Linked DNA regions of Mus musculus: region 2 is linked to region 1. Evidence: chromatin contacts called from public promoter capture Hi-C data. All regions are on one chromosome and are shown on one strand. Each heading gives the region's core, a stretch centred on a gene start, on an enhancer-like site or on the middle of the called end of the contact. The rest is flanking DNA. Distances are from core to core; before and after follow the strand shown. Region 1 holds the start of Dhrs7b (dehydrogenase/reductase (SDR family) member 7B). Region 2 holds the start of Slc47a2 (solute carrier family 47, member 2).

Region 1 (4,583 bases), core at 1,693-4,192:
ACTGTGAAGGCTAAAGCTGAGGGATGAGTTTGATGCCAGCCTAGACTCCATAATGACACTGTGAAACAGGGAGGGAAAAAGAAAATAGGACTAAGCTACATTTTCCTCTTTTTTTTTTTTTTTGTTTGTTTTGTTTTTTCGAGACAGGGTTTCTCTGTGTAGCCCAGGCTGTCCTGGAACTCACTTTGTAGACCAGGCTGGTACATTTTCCTCTTAGTAACACATGTGTTACTAGAACATAGTAACTTTATTTTGCTATTCTTACCAAATCCCTAATCAATATGTAACTCAGAAAAGAATTTTTCTTTTCACCGTTATTTTATGTGCATTTATTTTGCCTACATGTATATCTATGTGAGAGTGTGAGATCTTAGGGGTATCCTTATGTGCTGCCAAAATTTATGTGCTAAAATTTGAACCTGGGTCCTCTGGAGGAGCAGTCAGTGTCCTTAATCACTGAGCCATCTCTCCAGCCCCCTCAGGGAAAAAAAACAAAAAAAAAACAAAAAAAAACAAAAAACTGAGCAAAGATTCTTTCCACTATAGCAAGTAGTTTCTCACAGTCTGTTCTCTATAAGGAAAAGTCTACTTAACCTGCTAATCCATGTACTAGAATAAAAATAAATGATCCCAAACGAACTCTTAATGTTGGAAAGGAAAAATTAAACAAGCAAGGAAGGGTCACCCGGCTCATAAAATAAGAAATTTCTAAGTCTGAAAGTTCGTAAAACTTTCAAGACTCAACAAGGCCTGCCGGTCCTGACAGCTGTATGAATAAACACCATGCTGAGGAGAGGTCAGAGAGCAAATGATTGCTGACAGAGAAGGCTGTTCAGTGGTGGAGCTGCCTGCAAGGTGAACAGAAACCAATAATGTAGCTCCCATTCTGAGACGGGCATTTCAGGGATGCAGACGCCTTTGAATTACGTTTCTTCTATGTAATTCCTCACCCAGTCACCTTAATAAACTCACCCATTTACCAAGCTAGACTTGGATGAACTTGCTCTCTAGCTAGAGTGAATAGACATTTTGTATCTTCCAAAAAAAAGTAAGTCTACCTGGGTCTGGCCTCCAGCTCCTGACCTTGTGACCTCCTGCCTGGGGAGTAATTGCAACTACCAGCATCCCCCCCAAGTGCCTGGCACTAGGGTTTGAGGAGGAACCTGGGCCTCCATACTAAGCGGGTGCACAGGACTTGTAACAATCTTTCAATAATTTCTCTTACAATGACCAACTCAAAGGCAATCTTGGTTCCCTGGATGAGCATGGCTTTTGCATAGAGGAATGTATCTAAAAGCCTGCCTCCCCTCATTAATTTGCTGCAGCTAAGCTTCCAGGACTCTTCCGAAATGTAGAGATACTACTACTGACTTCATACTCTGCTGTGATGAGGAAAGTGGGTATCTACAATAGACAGATAGTGGTGGGTACTCCAGTTAGTTTCCCTTCCTGCACTTCTAAAACAAGTAGGTCTTGATGCCTAATTCAAACCTTATCACTAAGGGGTCCCTTGCCACCTGCTACTTCTCTAAAGCTTTCCACTACCCCTACAGGGTTACAAGACTGAAAAGTCTTTACAGGCAATTCCACTAAAAGTAGTAAGTACGGGGCTGGAGAGATGTCTCATTAGTTAAGAGCACTGACTGCTCTTCCGAAGGTCCTGAGTTCAATTCCCAGCAACCACATGGTGGCTCACAACCATCCGTAATGTGATCTGATGCCCTCTTCTGGTGTATCTAAAGACAGCTACAGTGGGGCCAAGGGCTTCCAAGGCTGTGGGTTATGGGAAGCTCTAAGGACAGAGGGCCAATGAAGGCTGTGGATATGCACAGTGGAGACTCTTTTAGTTACTGTATTGACATTGCCTGCACTGTGTATTGCTCAGACAGGATGTGCTGGGCACTAAAGATCATGCTGCCCTGGCACCCAAGTGTTAAGGTCAGCCCTTCAACCCTCTGCTTGACCATGTGAGCATCCTGGATCCCAAACATGAGATCCTGCCCACCACCACCATCTCAGAACAAAAAGGTGGGAAGCCAGAGCCAACTAACATGTCCCAGTCAGTGCCTACAGGGTCTTAGCAGCTGTGTCTGGAGGCTGGCTGTTGTCCTGTAAAGACATTTAATAAAATATCGCATAAAAAGGAAAAATAACAAAAGTAAATACCCACCTGAGAGCTAGTGCAAGTGTTTGTGTGGAAAGGCGTATGTATTAACTCTCAAATCACTATACTAAAGGCTAATGAACTGAGAGTAATGTATGAGTACCATGTGTTGAGTACATGTAGCCACTAGCTAAGCCCTTGCAAGCAAAAACTTATTTACTCTTCACTACTGCCATATTTCTAAAGTTTTAACTGAAGAAACGGTCGCTGAATGTTTAAGGCATCCACCCACAGTTGCACCTGCTAACCGGCACAGTTAGGGTTGGAAGTGTCTAATCTAAGAAAGCTGTTCTCATGGATGTTCCAAAGTCAGAATCTTGCTCGCCCTTTCCGAAAACCCAGATCTCCTAACCATCCCCGGGCAGGAGTGCCACTGGGGTCATGCCACAGTAGCTATGCACACGCGACCTTGCGCGCTCTAGGCTCCAGACCCTGAAACGCACACACAGAGACCAGGTGATCTCCGCGATGAGCGTGCCGGGGCGGAGTGCCTGAACCCTGCTTCCTTCACTGTGGGGCGCCGCGGGGAACCGGAAGCTATCAGGATCCACAGCCTCCCCAGAACGTGCTCAGCCTCACTCAGTCACTTAAAGCAGATGTACCCCGCGCCTCCGCTTTAGACAGGACACCGTCCTCATTTCCACTCACCAAGAGGTTGCAACATCCCTAGCCTTTACCTAAAGGACGGAGAGATCATGGTCAATCAACTTCATGCTCCCGCCTCGGAATTGACGAAATGCAGCTTGGTTCCGTCCAATCACAATACTCGGGAAGCACATGCGCTCTGAAGATGCGCCCAACAGAGGTAGAGTTTAGCCTTTGCGGTCTAAATGACGTCAGTCTGCTTAAGTCCTATACCGTAAATCTTCCGGAGGAAAATTCTAAGTAGTGGTTTGGGTTCCATCGGTTTTCAGAAAAAACTGAACTTGCTCTGCAAAGCTGAGTTTGATGGCATATGGCTGTTATCCGAGTACTTGAGAAATGAAGGGAGGCAGCTCAGGAATACAAGGTCCCCTTTGGGCTAGGCTGCATGACACTGCTTCAAAAAGCAAAAATAAATGCTACAGTTGCCAAGATTATTATAAACGGCGATGTGATGTTGTTACAAAGATGGGGAGAGGGGGCTCGGTTTTTGTTTTTGTTTTTTAAGGAGGTTAGAAACAGACCTACACATAAGTAGTCACTTTTCCTTCCAACAAGGAGCCACATTTAACACAACTAGGAACGTACTATTCTAGTATTACTATTATATATATATATATATATATATATATATATATATATATATGTATATATATATATTACATACATACATTATATACATACATACATATATACATAAATACATATGTGTACATATATACATATATATACATACATATATGTCACTATTACATGTAATATTAATACTATTAATAGTGCTAAGTCTAGGAACTTTCTTTATTCTTTTTCTTTCTTTCTTTCTCCCCCTCACCCCGCCTCTTTTTGGGTTTTTGAGACCAGTGCTTTCTTTATGTAGCCTTGGCTGTCTTGGAACTCGTTCTTTACACCAGGCTGACCTCGAACTCACAGAGATCTGCCAGCCTCTGCCTTCCAAGTGCTGTGAGTTCAAGACTAGCCTGGTCTACATCGCGAGTTTCAGGACACCCAGGACTACAGAGAGAGACCTTGTCTCAAGATAATAATTATAACAACAACGTCAACAACACAAGAGAGTGTATAAGCAATACAATTTGTAATACATATAGCTGGAAATAAATTTTATTTCAAAAGATACAAAGTTTGCAGAAAAAATTATTATCTTAGTTTTTCAAGACAGGGTCTCTCTGTGTAGTCCCAGTTGTCCTGGAATTTACCCTGTAGACCAGGCTGGCCTCAGAGATCTGCCTGCCTCTGCCTTCTGAGTGATGGGATTAAGGGCATGAGCCACTATTGCTCAGCAAATTTATTGTATGTTCATTATTGACTGTTTATTGTAGATGAGAGGAGCTTGCATAAAGATATTTCATGCAAGTTTATAATGTACTTTGGGCATACTCTCCTCCATTCTCTCTAGCCTCCTCTTTCCACCCCCACTTAAGTGTAAGGAGTCACACAGACACACACCCTTCTCTGTGTAAGCTGAAGCCAAGTAGAGAGTTGAGTCGGAATTCCATCCCTCACTGACAAGACCACTTCCCACGTGTGAAAAGAGGCCATGCAGAGAGCAATAACTAAACACTCTTTCCCCTCCCAGTGTCAATGGAGACTTATTAGAAGTCTGGACTTCCATTTGTACCAAATAGTAACAAAGAGTTCCTCTAGGTGTCAGTGAAGGACAAGTGGAATTTACAGACTTCCACATCCATCTGCCAATAGCAAAAAGGCATAAGATTATCCTGCCAAAGTATTGTCCAAGGAAGCCAGCTTAAATGGAAAA
Region 2 (4,786 bases), core at 1,059-3,558, 510 kb before region 1:
CTAGCAAGGTCCTATGGGATAGACTTAGGTCAAGCAGAGGACACTTCTGAGCATGTACAAGTCTTGTCTTGTATGAACCTAATGGTGGACGGGAACTTCTGGACAGACCATGTCAGTGTAAAGAGATTTCAGAGGGCAGAGCTCATTGCAAGTCAGGTGGAGGAGTGGGTCGGTGTGACTTGGCAATTTTGATGGATTTGTTATGTTTTTCTCTACAGTGCCTTATCTGAAACAAATAAAAACGACTTGAAGGAACATTAATGGTCATTTAAAGGGAAAGCAGACCTTCCCCTGCAGCATCGCCCTAAGATGCTTGCTTGCTTGCTTCCTTCCTTCCTATCTTCTTATCTGTATGTCTTTCTTCCTTTCTTCCTTTCTTCCTTCCTTCCTTTCTTTCTTTCTTTCTTTCTTTCTTTCTTTCTTTCTTTCTTTCCTTCTTTCTGTCTGTCTGTCTGTCTGTCTTCCTCTTTCTTTCTTTCTTTCTTCTTCTTCTTTCTTTTCTTTCTCTCTTTCTTATAACAACTTTTTTCTTGAATTAACTTTCTCCTAGCAACAATCACAAATAATAACCACCACCATCTGTACATATGAAAGTAAGAATCCTTTCAAGCTACTCACTAAGACCCCTTTTCCCCACAGTGTGTCCTGAGAGCCATGGAGAAATTATGATGACGGATCTTGAAAAAAAAGACGAGACTCAGTTGGACCAGCCGATGAACCAGCAACAAGCTTTGCCTATCCGTCCAAAGGACAGCAATAAACTGTCTGGGAAACAGTTGGCCTTACGGAGAGGACTCCTGCTCCTAGGGGTAGTCTTAGTCTTGGTGGGTGGGATTTTAGTGAGAGTCTATATCAGAATTGAATAATGTGGGAATGCCATCAATCCAGCAACTTGGGTGCTCCTCAGTCTGTGAAGTTAATGCTGAACAAATCCACCCCACATTGAAACATCAGGGCTGGGGATACTGCAGACAGCAATATGTTCAGCATGTTCTGGGCCCTCTAACATAAGTTCTCTCTCTCTCTCTCTCTCTCTCTCTCTGTATGTGTCTCTCTTTGGGTGTGTGTTTGAGAGAGACAGAGAGAGGGAGACACCCCCCCAAGAGATATAAACAGAAAGACAAAGAGACATAGATGAGACAGAGGCAGAGGAGATGCTCTGGAGTGGACAATGCCTGCAATATACTTACCTACCAAATACCAGTATTCGAAACATTGTACCAACCGGAATGTTGATTTTGCACCCCTGGGATTGCAGGGAGTCACCTGGAGACTCTAGCTCACTGCCACTGTCCCCATGTTTCCAAAGGATAGTGTCACACATTGTGAACCCAGGAAAAGCTCCCCGTTCAAAAACAGTCTCTTCTGAATGCGTGTCACTTTTGCATCAATGTTAAAGTTGAGCCCCTGGAAAGTGAATCACTGTTTAAGTCTGGGCCCACGTGCAGTTTTGAACATAGAGACAATTCAGAGCCAGTCATTATAGTTAACAGAATTCAACTGTGCCCATGGGAATTATGAACTGAGAATTCAAAAATTTTGTTTCTCTAATAAATAAGGTAAACACCATATAGTGCAATGTGGGGGAGACTATGGGGGAGTATTAATTCATCTGCCACTGTCAAACATGCACTGCTGTCTACTGTCTTCATTCCGGGCTGGAATTCCTATTTCTTCTGCCTATTGTTTTCTATGCTACAAAACTATATCTGAACTGCTTCTATATTCTTGCTGTGTGACTTCTATTAAATACATTTTATGATATGTCTCTGGGCTGTAGATTATTATTCCGTGAGCAAACAGCGTTTATAAATCATCAGAGGAAGCTCAGATTCCCCTGGGAGAGGGGTGCAGGCAACGGGAGGTCTCTGGAGCTGTAAAGCGATGAAGACCCAGAGTGACAATCCCCCTGGTGGTGGCCATTGGACAAAGCTTGAACAAAGTCGAAGCCCAATTCTTCCAGCCTCTGAAGGGTTGATTAAGTACACACGGATAATTCAGCAAACTTCCAAAGTACAGAAAATGAACACAATTAGAAACGTCAGTCACTATGAGTGTAAAACGGCTCAATTTATTTTTTCTTTTGGTGGTTGGGGCTGGGGTTGGAGTCTGCTACAGGCAGGCATTCCTCATTGAGCTACACCAGCAGCTACACAGTGGCGTTTGGATGGGACCACCTAAACCATCCCTCAGCTTAATTCTTGTTGTGTCTATAAGCACCCAGGCCGAGGCTTGTGCCGCGCGCTGCGCTCGGCGACGGTTGGATTTGGACGCGGCGCCCGGGGCGGGGTGGCGCGTGGGGCGGTTCCCGCCCGGCTCCCTGCACTTCGCAGTGGCTACTCGACTCACGGCTCCACGTGTGGATCGCGCCACTATCTGAGCCTGTGCCATGGAGCCGGCCGAGGACAGCCTGGGAGCCACCATCCAGCCCCCGGAGCTGGTCCGCGTCCCACGGGGGCGCAGTCTGAGGATCCTGCTGGGCCTTCGAGGAGCGCTGTCCCCCGACGTGAGACGGGAGGCGGCCGCGCTAGTGGCGCTCGCGGGCCCGGTGGTGAGTTGGACCCCGAGCTGCGGGCGCGGGGCGACCTCAGGCGGCCCGAGAGTGACCGCCTCTCTGCTCCTTGCAGTTCCTGGCGCAGCTGATGATCTTTCTCATCAGCATCGTCAGTTCCATCTTCTGCGGACACCTGGGCAAAGTCGAGTTGGACGCCGTGACACTCGCTGTTTCCGTAGGTGCTAACTGTTTCAGCTGATGATGTGGTAAAGCCGGAAAGCTTTAATGTGTTTTTATTTGTATAGCGCTGGAAATGGCCTCAGTGCCAAGAATCCGAATTAGAACTGCAGGGTCTGGGTCTGACCCACCGTGCTACTATGATCTTCAGATTTGGGAAGAGAGCGAGTTCAGAGTAAATCCCCGCTTCACCCCCTCCCAACCCCCAGGCACTGCGTCCTGGGGGGACATGAAAGGAGTGTCCCAAGCAGACCACATGGTGCACAGCTACCCTAAATGAACTTTGTGTCCCCACTTCTGAAACCAAACCACCAAAGCTATTAGTTACACGGTTCATTAAGATTGCATGTAAAGTGTCTTTCTTCCTCATGGCTTGCAATCCCGCGTCCTTAGAAGCCTCTCTCCATCTGCTAGCAAGGTAGTGGAAAGCAGCTCGCTTGCATTTGATCCTCACTTTCAGACAGGAGAGAAACTCTTCCTCCAAGGGAGGTGATGGCGACTGGGTCCTCCCCTATTTCCGAAAGTGTCCCTTCTGCCCGCTAGGATGTTGGAATGCCCTGTGCAATAGTGGAGGTCCGCAGTTTCTCTTTCAGTATAATGGAGGAGAGAGACCTGGCGCTCGCTCTCTCTCTCTCTCTCTCTCTCTCTCTCTCTCTCTCTCTCTCTCTCTCTCTGTGTGTGTGTGTGTCTCAGTTTATGTATGGATCTATAACTGTACTGTCAGAATTATAGTTTTAGTTTTCTCTCTCTCTCTCTCTCTGTGTGTGTGTGTCTCAGTTTATGTATGGATCTATAACTGTACTGTCAGAATTATAGTTTTCTCTCTCTCTCTCTCTCTCTCTCTCTCTCTCTCTCTCTCTCTCTCTCTCCTCTTTCTCTGTTGTTGTTGTCTGGCAATTTCCTTTCCTTTTCCTGTTATGTCTCTAGAGTTTCGATGTAAAAACAACAGGAATAAATGCGACCCACAGTGAGACAGGAGGCTTGGCGGTGGTCCGTGGGAGCACCAGTGTGTTCTACAGACAGGGCTTTCTGCAGATAAGGGCAGGACAGTGAGAGCCACTGTCAGCCCTTCATAAATGAGTCAAGGAGATATGTTGCTTTTAGTGAATGTTACCTTGTAACTAATTGTTGGGAAGGTAGTGGCCCAGTGGTTAGATATGTTAAGTTTTATACATTTTGTTTTTGAAACAGGGTCATGCTCAGTAGTCCAGGCTGGCCTTGAAGTTTCAATATTCTTGCCTCCATTGGAATTACGGGCCTAGTCATTTTTGTCTCATCTTTTGTTGTAATGCTGTTCCTGGTGAGAGAGAGAGAGAGAGAGAGAGAGAGAGAGAGAGAGAGAGAGCTCTGACTGTGCTCAGTCTGGTAGAAGCTTGAACAAACCTGGGCTATAGAGGATGACTGGTATTCTAAGCCAACCAAAGGCAGTTAGTTACAACAATAACAACAACCAACCAAACAAACAAACAAACAAATAACAGAACAAAGACACTCTCATGTGTCAAAGTAGGGCAGGGGTGGTATACACCTTTAGTTCCAACCCTTGGAGGGAGGCAGGCAGGCAGGTCTCTGAGTTCAAGGCCAGCCTGGTCTACAGAGCAAGTTCCAGGACAGTCAAAGCTACACAGAGAAACTCTGTTTAGAAAAATAACTTTTTGTTTGTATGTTTGTCTGAGACATGTTTTGTTTTGTTTTGTTTTGTTTTGTTTTGTTTTGTTTCTGTGTAGTTCTGGCTGTCTGGGAACTCTCTGTAGAGACCAGGCTGGCCTCGAACCCCGAGATCCACCTGATTCTGCCTCCTACTGAGTACTGGGATTAAAAGCACACACTACCACTTTTTATAAAGTGAGGTACTTCCTCTTTCCCTTTCCTGGATTGGTTGATCAGTGTGTGCCTCACTGCTGGGTCCCTTGTGCCATGTGCCCTCTGGGTTTCCTGTCTGGTGGGGTAAGTTTAGGGGACTCCATATGTGGCCTGCTACTGACCTCCCGAGGATGTAGGTCTCCGGGCCCATTGTTAGTATCTCAGAGCATTGCTGAGGCAGAGCAGTTTATA

What was found. Promoter capture Hi-C pulls out the DNA fragments that hold promoters and counts their contacts.
Region 2: a promoter capture Hi-C map of embryonic stem cells shows a contact between it and region 1, with 2.3 times the contacts expected there. The contact joins the promoter of Slc47a2 here to the promoter of Dhrs7b in region 1.

Annotation. Positions count from the first base shown.
Region 1 is chr11:60,828,990-60,833,572 of GRCm38.p6, reverse strand. Dhrs7b (dehydrogenase/reductase (SDR family) member 7B) reads right to left here and starts at 2,942. Exons shown (of 7, transcript NM_145428.2): 1 at 2,842-2,942. The coding sequence starts at 2,861.
Region 2 is chr11:61,340,382-61,345,167 of GRCm38.p6, reverse strand. Slc47a2 (solute carrier family 47, member 2) reads left to right here and starts at 2,308. Exons shown (of 17, transcript NM_001033542.2): 1 at 2,308-2,551; 2 at 2,628-2,729. The coding sequence starts at 2,390. Slc47a1 (solute carrier family 47, member 1) reads left to right here. Exons shown (of 17, transcript NM_026183.5): 17 at 640-1,768. The coding sequence ends at 866.